Linked DNA regions of Mus musculus: region 2 is linked to region 1. Evidence: chromatin contacts called from public HiChIP or PLAC-seq data. All regions are on one chromosome and are shown on one strand. Each heading gives the region's core, a stretch centred on a gene start, on an enhancer-like site or on the middle of the called end of the contact. The rest is flanking DNA. Distances are from core to core; before and after follow the strand shown.

Region 1 (5,330 bases), core at 1,425-3,924:
CCCTCCCCTCCCCTCCTCTCTTCTCTTCTCTTCTCTTCTCTTCTCTTCTCTTCTCTTCTCTTCTCTTCTCTTCCCCTTTATTAAGGCCTTTGGTTTTAAATATCTTTGTATACAGATGACCCTAAATCTCCAACACTGGCATTCCCATGAATTTTAGATATGTATATACAACTGCTAATGTCTGTGTCTTCCTAAATTTAAAAGAAATAGAAAGGAACATCAAACTTACCTTGTCCGTAATAGGACTCTCGATTTTAGGGGTGGAATTTTTCTTCCTAAAATATTCCTTATCTCAGAAAATTGAATATATTTGGAATTCCTCATCAACAGACAAATTGACCACTTTAGGGTTAACTACATATTCACTTTTCTTTTGTGTTCTGTATTTTTATCAATAATTATCATCCTTGTTGTTGTTCAGTGCCAGGAATCAAACCTAGGACCTCAACGCCAGTTAACATGCCATACTCTCCCACCATTGAACAATATCCAGAGACTGCTGACACATCTTTCTTTGTGCTCACACAAGTTCATATGCAGGTATGGGCTGCAAGTGTATGTGTTCCTGTGTGCATGTAGAGGTTAGACATTAATCTTGGGTATTGTTCCTTAGGAAACACCCACTCTAGTTTTTCAGAGAAAGTATCCCACTGGTTGGCTTAGAGACAATCAACGAGCCCTGAGGATCTGAATGTCTCCACCTCCCCAGGGCTGAGATCACAAGTGTGGAGTTATGTCTGGCTTTTTAATGTGGTTTCTGGGACAGAACTCAAGCTTTTGTCCTTGTGTGAGAAGACTTTTACAGCCTGAGCCATTTCCTCAAGCCAGTGGTTTTTTTCTTGCACATTATCTTAAATTTCTATAAATGTTTTATATTCATATTTTCTTGAGTTTACCCCTCTTTAATGTTTTTTATTTTCTCTTTTCTCATACATTCATTTTGTGTTAGTTTCCTACCTAAAGAAATTATATGGTTAGCTCATTTAATTCTAAATTGAGCTATTTTAAACTTTAAACTTCTAGTTTTTCATCACAAAGCACCAGAATTTAAAACTAGGGCTGGCACACACACAATGAAAGTTTGCCTGAGTCATTCATTATCTGTTAGGATGCTTGTGGGTCCTTATAGATCCTTTTGCGTGTTCCTTACTTGGAGAGCATAAGGATCAGCAAGCAACATCCTTGTTTGGTGTTTGTTTACCTGCTGGTTTTCTTTTTTACTCCCTGTCCAACCTACAATGGTGCTCCAGATATCCTTGTTGAGTTCCTGATCCCAGGGCATAGCATTTCACTAAGTAGGGTGACCAACCGACTTCTCTACTGTTTGTTGTAAAGAGAATCCTTGACCAGATTAAGGAAGTTTACATCTGTCCTAGATTGCCAGAATGGGTGCTTTCTACCATGAAGAGATGCAGGATTTAGCCAATGTTTTTTCTGTGCCCATACAATAGTGTTTTTAAAATATGAATGATTGCATTGATTTTTATCTTTTAATTTTGTTTATTTGTATCATTTTTCTTAAAGCCGTTCTTACATTGATTTTTTTATAGATTTTCTGCATTTAGATGTACTGCATCTATTCGTGATGTATTATTCTTTCTCTTTATTGTTAGATTCTATTTGCTAATGTTTTCACAGTAGGTCATCATGTTCATCATGGAGGCAAGGCTCTTCTAGCTGTCTGGTTTACTCTATCTGAGATTCCTAACCCTCACTGCTCCAACTTTTTCTCTGCCACAAAACGTCACTGCTCCAAGTCCTAGAAGATGGATCAGCTCATTTCTCACTTGCTCAGATCTTGCCCTCCAGTTTTTCTCTTTCGTCCTTCCAAGACGTCCTCCCTAGTTCTCTCAGTAGATTCCATCACTGACTGTGTTGCCCTGTCCTGCAATTTTCCCTTTGTGTGTGGTCTTTCAGAACAGACAACATAATTAACTGAAAGAATACTGTTTTTCTTGCTGGGCAGAATGGCTGCACTCTCAGCACGCGGAACACTATGAGAAGAGGGTCTCAAGAAGTAAGAGAACTTGTCTCAGAACAATGAGAGAACCATGTGTATATTACTAAGAATAATAATATAACTGTGTAATGATACAAAGAAAGAATAGATTTTTATATAAGTGTACCCACTGCATATACATTGTAACTATTTAAACATGCATGTGCATACTTATGTACATAATATTTACATTTATATTCTATATAGTCATATATTTACATAAACACATATGTTTTATGCATATAAGCATCAGTCTTTTTTTACCAGTCTGTCTTCATGTCTGAGTTTAACCTTCTGAGATCTAGGAAACATTTGGGAAATCTTTTCTGAGCTCACAAACTTAACTGCTGTGAAGAAAGCCATGCTGATATCCACGCCAGTCTCACATTTTCTAGGATTTGATTGCCTGTTGCAGAGCAAGAGACTTACTAAGTTTTTTGGAATGATTGTGCCATACGCACATTCGTGCACAAGTGTCGTTTTCTCTTTCTTGTTTCTCTGGGTCTCCTTTAGAATTTCCCTTTATAAAAACCAGGCAATATTCCTGGGCACATTTTAACACCACAATTAGTCATGGATGTGGTGATTCATCAGGCTGGCTTATAAAGCAAAGGCAGCCTTGCCCTTCCTAAGCATTGAGTTTGGCAACTCTTTTCCCTCCTCTGAATCAGACGTGTATTTGTTTGAGTAATCAAGAAAGAACTGTCTGTCTTGTGACCTTAGAGGTTGGTGAAAGGGAGCAACTGAGTGGTTTTGGCGCAGGAAAGTTAGCAGAACAATGCAAATCTGTAAAGCAGTGAGCCTCTCTACTTGGCCGCTTCCTCTGGGTAGACTTGAATGTCACACAAGCCTCTGATTGCCAACAGGCTTTTTCATCCTCCAAGAAAACTATTTTAATATAGGCAAAATGGATTTCAGATCTTATTTTAAAAGCTACTCTCAAATGCTCTCTGTGCTCATTTGTTAAATGTTCTGTCTTCCTTCAAGAGCAACAGGCCTTTACCAAATGAGCATTTTGAATCCTACTGTGATAATAGTGAGTGAGAGGCAGCTTAACAGCATGGGTACGACAGGGGAAAAGCTACCCTATAACCCAGCTAAGGAATGAATGAATCAGACTGATGCAAATTAGGGGAGACAATGGAATAGCTTAGAGATGGTTACTGAAGCCATTTCAAAGACACATGTGAAGGCTGACAACCAGGGAGTCTGAGGACTTTGAATAAGATGACAGCTCTGATGACAATAGAGCAAAGAGAATCTGCTGAAAGCAAAGGATTCACTTTACAATGGATTCCCTCCTTCTGATTGTCAGTTAACCAATGGGTATAAAAAAGATATCATTGGATGAAGATCAAATGTTAAATTTTAAGTATGTTTTGCTAGATTAGTTACAAGATTGTCTTTCTTATTTATATACACACAGAGAGACAAGTGCACGTGTGCACATACACACATAAAATTTTTATCATTAGAGATATGTACAATGTCCTGAAAAGATCAAATAGAGGTACAACCCACAATGTAGAGAAACATGTAAGGAGACTCCTGTCACCCCTTGGGTTGATATCTTTTGAATTGGTGCCTTTTATTTTGAAATCTCTAGAACAAATCCACAGCATTTTTCTCCCACTTGAGGCGTTTGCTCCATGGGTGGAGCTGAACTGATTATACCTCTTCTTCAAACCCTCTTGCCAAGTGGTTCTACCGTAGATGTTACCTGGGGTCAGTTGCATGTGTGGCACTTAGGTAGATGTCTTCCCAAAAGAAATTTACCTTGAAAGTAAAGTCTCTCATAAAAAGAAACAGGATAATGTACTGTGAAAATATGGACAATATTGGACACAACACTATCAAACCACCAGTGAGTACTCTTACCGTAGAGTGATATTGCATGGCATGTATTGGTGACCACTGATTTAGATTAAGTTCCTACACTAGACCGAGATGATCAGACTACACTGTAATAGAGTTATTCCTGATAGATAAACAAAGCAAAGTTGGAAGAAAACTAATCTTTAAAACAAATAAGCAACCTCAGGGCTTTCTAGCATCCAAGAAGAAGATCCCAGTCAACCACAGTATAGGACACTCCCCTCTTTTCCGACTTTAAAAGGAAAGCAATCATTCCTGGTTGTTTACTTCAGCCTTTTCTGCCAAAATAAACCCCGCTTCCATGCTCTGCTGAGCTCACTGGAGCCCCTCTTCATCCTCAGGGAGGATGATGCTAATTTATGAGTTACCCATAAAAGCAAAAGAGATTACCCAACTAAATTTGAGAAATGAAAGATCAAGAGTTTTAAATAGTTAAATTCAGGAGTACCACTTGAGTGGGTACATTAAAATTCCTCATGGAAAATAAAACACAAATGACTAACATGCAGGGAATTGGAGTTTATGTCATAAAAAAGACAAACAAAAATCTTTCTATCTCCCAACAAGAGAAGATTTTCTTTGCCTAGGCTCCTGTGCCTTTAAAAAGAACATGTCAATTCCAGCTCTAACCATCCTGCCTTCCTCTTCCTCAAGAGTTGTACCTATCCAGGCAGCTCTGTCTCTGTAGGGACTACCTGGGGGAACACTTTGGCTCTGTAGCTCTGCCTTGAACCCATTGCCCTGACCATCTCCTGGGGCGAGGGGAGTGGTGGTGGTGGGGAGGTATGTGTGGGAGGTAAATGTGGCTGCTATTCGAAGGTCACATTCTTCCTTTTATAAGACGACTGGTTGAACTCAACTTCTCTATTTCTGAGTTCAGATAGGAGAGGATATTATTTATGGATTCTGCTAAGATTCCAATCAATGGCTGACTTAAACATAAAACTGGAGGGCTGAAAGAAATACAACAAAACATCCATTAAATAAATTCATTATACAAAAGCTGTCCTCTGGAGAAGATAAACCAACTCATATATATATATATAGATAGATAGATATAGATATAGATATATGCATAGATATATGTATAGATATGCATACACACACACACACACACACACACACACACACATATATATATATATATATATATATATATATATGCTTTGATGTATGATCCAGACATACCACAGAGGGAGCACTGTGTCTACTGTGTGAGTATTGCCCAACTAGCACAGAACTAGTACTTCCAGGAATCCCAAAAGAAGAGAAGAATTTTGAATTATGTTTCTCCCACTCCTGCACATATTGGATGGTATAAAGCAGAGCTAGACTAGCTAGTTGTAGGAAAGTGTCAAGCTGCTCAAGGGTAGAGGCCTGTGCTGGACTGAAATGAACTGCAGAAAGATCATTTGACTGTTCCAACAGCAAACAAGGTGTAAGCTAAAATGAGCTG
Region 2 (5,330 bases), core at 1,389-3,888, 82 kb before region 1:
CTGAACTCAACAACTGAACGGACTGGGTGAACTCAACTGAGCTCATGAACAAACTGCTCCCTCTCTGCTCTGATCTTAATTATCCCCTCTTTCCCGTCCTCGTGAGAGCTAGGCATACCCTAGTGTCTTTCTCTGATTTGTCACCTTAACTCTTAATTAGACTTCACTTTCAAACATGGCTGCTTCCTTCTACAAACTAGCCTTACCTTCAGTGTTTAGGATTAAAGGTGTGTATTAAGGGTGAGTCTATTCTAGCCAGATCATACCAGAGGGTTGTGGGTTGGCATCCTGACCTTCTCACGCAGAATGTGGAAATGCTAGACTGCGTTCACCCAGCACAGCCACTGTCTGGTGCTGGGCTTTAGGGAAGCACTGCAACACCAACCACGGGGGAAGGAAGCACGGCCTAGGATGTGGGAGACCAAAGCTGGGTTTTCCCTAATTCCCAGGCATCCAGTCACTGCTGGGGTTTCACACAGAGGAGTCTGGAACTGAGGTCAAGGGTCCCTCAACCCGCGTTGAGGACCCTGGGGGCCGGTGGCTCCCAAACTCCTGGCCATCCAGGCACCAGTGGATCTCGGGGAGTTCAGAAATGGAGTTCGTGGCTCACAGGCTGAGGATGATAAGGAGCCCAGGGCCAGGGGAATGGGGAACTCTAGCTTAGCTCATCGGTGAAAGTCCTTAGCTTAGTGGCAGTTGTCTGGGAGTGGCGGGCGGGGGCATCTGTCAGAAGCATAAGCAGCAGCTTTGTAGCTGAAGGCTTTCTACGTGCCCCCAATGGTGGTTTTCGATAAGAGAGACAGTCCTTGGCTCCAAATTGTTTACTGATTGTTCATCATGGAAAATGTGTGCATACCAACTCCTCAGGGTGGACCAGAGATTAAATACCTTTTGCAGGAAGGGATGTCCGGGAAGGGAAGCTTATTGACTAAACCCTCGGGGCCTCTAGATACCTCATTAGCACGGAGAACTATGTTCTGGGCTACGTGACCATTGTGGGGAATGTGACCACTTGTTCTGGGCCAGGAAGTTAGTAAGGAGCAGAGAGATGCCTACAGTGTGTGTGGGGTGGGGTGGGGGCAGGAAGTGCCTGGATCTTGGGAGGACACACTCAGCCTTACCAAGTGTCCTGGCATGGTTCAGTGTCCCACAGACGGTGTCTGCATTCCAGCTGGATCACATAGACCTAGAAGATCTTTGAATATGAACCCTTGTCAGAGCAGCCGTGGTGCTGGATTAAAAGACCTCTACAACAGCTTATATGAATGAAGTGATGGGTTTTCAAACATGGCTTCTTATTTACCAAATCTGTATAGGTAGGAAGACAAAGTTATTCAAACCTACCTGATGTGCTTAGCTAAGGCTTATATTCTGCCTACAGATGTGATTTTTGAATGAGACCAAATATGGAGATTTTTCTAAGATAAAAAAGTATCTAAACCTCTGTCAAAATTCAAAATTCAAAGTGTCAGGTCAAGTGCAAGTGGTCTAGTTTACATCAGGGAGACGGGGCTGGCTGTGCGTCAGCAATTTGTGATGAACAGAGCCTGGAAAACCTTGGAAGGGTTGTAAATTCTGCCACTTCTGGTCAAATTCTTTGGACCCCTTTTATTTCAGTAGATGTTTCTCTACTCGTGTGTGTGTGTGTGTGTGTGTGATGTGTAGGTCTCTGTGGGTGAATGTCTGAGTGTGTGCATGTGCCCATGTGTGTCTATCTGTCTCTCCCTGTGTGTGTGTGTGTGTGTGTGTGTGTGTGTGTAGCATGTGCAGGTCTGTGTGGGTCGGTGTCTGAGTGTGTGTATGTGTCTATGTGTCCATGTGTCCATGAGTGTGTGTGTGTGTTGTGTAGGTCTCTGTGGGTGGGTATCTGAGTGTGTGCATGTGCCCATGTCTGTCTGTCTGTTGGTCTGTTTCTCTCCCTCTCTCTCTCTCTCTCTCTCTCTCTCTCTCTCTCTCTCTCTCTCTCTGTGTGTGTGTGTGTGTGTGTGTGTCTGTTTTGTTATATGTGTGCCAGAATACTTACCTGTGCTGCAAGTGTCCTGGACAAAGGTTGACTTCTCCAGCACTGTCCACCTTGTTTATTGAGATAGAGTCTCTCGCTGAATCTTGAACTTACTGCTTCATCTGGACTATTTTAGCCATAAAATCTCTCCTGCTTCTATTCTCTAGTGCTAGGTTATAGAGATGCCACCTACTAAGGTATCTCTCCAACCAGTTTTTTTTGTTTGGATGACGTCACCATTTTACTTTGTTTTGGGATTTCATCCAGGGTCTTACCATGTTCCCCAGGATGGTCTGCCTTGGGTTCTTGAGTGTTAAGATTATAGGTATGAACCAACATGCTTTCCAAGATGGTTCCACTTATACTTATTTGTTCATGACATTCGAGATCTTTCCTCCTTCCAAAGTCTGAGGTTTCACTTATAGCAACCAAATCTTCACACTTCCCACATATGGCAACTTCTTACCAGTTTTCCAATTCAACTTACCATTTGTACTTATCCATGTCATATTAGAGGGTCAGTTATCTCCCACTATTTTCAGTTTATCTTTACGATTATCCTCCTGATGTCATACGACTCGAAGTTCCACTTAGTCTATTAAGGTTGTGGCTACACTGGCTGTGAGCCCAGCTAAGAGGAAAAAATGCCGACTTCTAGGGAGTGGAATTTCTGAGTCACACATCCTTGCCCTGCTTCTCTTATACAGATGTATCCTCAAAGGATGGGGGCCATTCTGAAGAGGCATTTCCCTGTTTGGACCAAGATTCTCGAAAACAATTAACCATTTAATTTATCCAAAAGTTCTTTTTCTTCCCTCCCTCATTAGTGGTATTACAGGTTCATTCCAGGAGACTTTAACACAAGTGCCATGTAATTTTCTAATTGTCATTGGACATTTAGAGTTGGGTATTCCAGAACGTTCGGGAACTGCTCTGCAGGGGTTAATTTTGGGGGGATCAGATGTTACTTTAGGATTGAGGGAGCCACCTGCAAAAGCTCTCTGTAGGATGTAGGCTTTATGGGACCTAGGTACTGTCATGTCTTGAATGGCAAATCATCTCAGTGCTATTCCATGCCCCATAAAGTAGTGATGACTAAAAGACGCTTGGACTCAGCAGAGGAAGAGAGCTTTTATACTCTAGGCAGATTTTGCATTTGAAATATTCATATATGCGTATAGCAGCATGGTTCTACATGTCAGGTTGTGGTTCTCTGTTCTATTGCTGTTATATTTTTACATGCTGCTATGTTTTAGTAGTCCATAAATACTAAAATACTTTATGGCAAAACCCCTCTTACTAAAATCCCTTACACGTTTAACATTATCTTTTTGCTTTGATTTACTGATGGCCTCTCTAAAGACGGCACTATGACCCTTGACCACAGTGACAAGTCAGAGGCTCCCTTCAACTCTCACCTGCAATCTGTCATACTCCAACCCTGACCCACACACTAAAAGCACATGCCTGGAGAAAGAGAAAGATTCTGTGACAGAGCATTAGAAAACAATTCAGAGGCTGCTAGAGAAACATTCTGTGTGGGATACTTGTTTCTTACTGTGACAGACAAAGTATGAAAGAGCTGAACCTTTTACTGAACCTTCTTCAAGGCTGATTAGCTGGCTAGGACTTTAAAGACTATAGTATAATATCATTAGGATTCATTTCATTGCCTTTTTTTTCAGCAGTTTCATTTGGTTCTATCCTTGGTCTCTGGACCGATCAGCCTCTACTTCCTGACCTTCCACTCAGTGTCAGGCCACAGCTCCCTCTTATGGCAAGGGTCTCTAGTTGGTCTAGTCATTGCTTGGCCACTCCAACAAGTTCTGGGCCACCATTACCCGGTACATATTGCAAACAGGATGTATTGAAGGTCAAGGGTTTTGTGTCTGGGTTGATATTCCAGTCCCACTGTTGGGAGCTTTGCCTTATTATAGAAGATGGCTGGTTCAGGATCCATATCCTCCATTACTAGCAGACTTTGCTAGGGCCACTCTTGTTGTTTCCAAGGAGTTTCCACTGCACTTGTTTTCTACAATGCTCCCTAAATTTTCCAGCTGTCTCTCCCATCCCTCCCTCCGTTTCCCCACAACTTGAACCCCCCTGTTTGCATCCCCATTTGTCCTCACTTCACACTCAAAATCTATTTCCTGTTTCCAGCGAGATGCATGTGTCCCACCCTTGAGCCCTTCATGTTACTTAGCTTCTCTGAATCTATGGATTATAGCATGATTATCTTATACTTTTTAGATAATATCCATTTGTGAGTACGTACCATGTTTGTGTTTCTGGGTCTAGGTTACCTTTCTCAGGAGGATTTTTTTTTCTAGTTCTGTCCTTTTGCCTACAAATTTCATGATGTGATTGTTTTTAACAGCTGAGTAATACTCCATTATATAAATGAACCCCATTTTTTAATCCATTCTTTGGTTGAGGGACATCTAGGTTGTTCCCAGTTTCTGGCTATTGTAAATAAAGCATTTATGAACAGAGTTTAGCAAGTGTCCTTATGGTAGGATAGGGTATCCTTTGGGTATATGCCCAAGAGCAATGTAGCTGGGTCTAGACGTAGATAGATTCTCAATTTTCTGAGAATCCTCCATATTTTTCTATAGTGAATATATACGTTTTCATTCCCACCAACAGTGGAGGACTACGCCCCTTTATCCACATCCTCAGCAGCATGAGCTGCCATTTTTGGTTTTGATCTTATCCATTCGGACAGGTAGGAAGTAGAATCTCAAGACAGTTTTAATTTGCATTTCCCTGATGTTGAACATCATTTAAGTGTTCCTCAGCCATTGGTGCCTAGCCCAGTCGTCACCAAGGAGACATCAACCAGCAACTGATGGGAGCAGACACAGAGACCCACAGCCAAATACTAAGGAAATCCAGTGGAGCCTGGATAAAGATGAGCAAGAAGAATTCTAGGAGCCAGAAGGTGTCAAAGACCTCAGGAGAACATGGACCGCAGAATCAACTAAGCAGGGCTCATAGAGGCTCACAGAGATAGAAATGACAATCAAGTAGCATGTATGGGTCTGAGCTAGGCCCTCTGCTTATATGTTATGGTTGTGTAGTTTGGCTTTCTGTGGAGCTTGTAACAGTGTGAGCAAAGACTGTCTCTGATGCTTCCCTGCTTCAGGACCTTTTTCCTACTATTGGCTCACCTGGTTCAGCATTGACATGAGAGTTTGTGCTTAGTCTTATTGTAATTTATGCCAGCCTATTTTTTTCTCTTAAGGGAAACGGGAGAAATAGACCTAGAGAAAACAGGAGGTAGGGAAACTGGAAGAGATGGAGGCAGGGGAAACTGCAGTTGAAGGTG

Evidence for each region. HiChIP or PLAC-seq counts read pairs in DNA pulled down with a chosen protein or histone mark.
Region 2: a contact with region 1 is called in a CTCF HiChIP or PLAC-seq map of the NIH/3T3 cell line, with 23 read pairs. The contact joins two enhancer-like sites. A contact is called at or near these places in 1 of 15 datasets of contacts at CTCF or cohesin (the NIH/3T3 cell line), 2 of 484 Hi-C or Micro-C datasets (cerebral cortex and pancreatic cancer cells) and 3 of 115 datasets of contacts at active chromatin or transcription factors (embryonic fibroblasts, embryonic stem cells and pancreatic cancer cells).

Annotation. Positions count from the first base shown.
Region 1 is chr6:17,140,560-17,145,889 of GRCm38.p6, reverse strand. The region is part of intron 1 of Gm4876 (predicted gene 4876); the gene reads left to right. Among named protein-coding and RNA genes, the nearest start is that of Gm4876, 29 kb to the left of the region's middle. Within about 2 kb of position 2,674, at least 108 of the 459 cell types and tissues checked have an H3K27ac peak or open chromatin away from gene starts, as enhancers often do. A contact at or near this core is called in the NIH/3T3 cell line and pancreatic cancer cells, where this site is marked.
Region 2 is chr6:17,222,384-17,227,713 of GRCm38.p6, reverse strand. No RefSeq gene overlaps it. Among named protein-coding and RNA genes, the nearest start is that of Gm52892, 25 kb to the right of the region's middle. Within about 2 kb of position 2,638, at least 49 of the 459 cell types and tissues checked have an H3K27ac peak or open chromatin away from gene starts, as enhancers often do. A contact at or near this core is called in the NIH/3T3 cell line and pancreatic cancer cells, where this site is marked.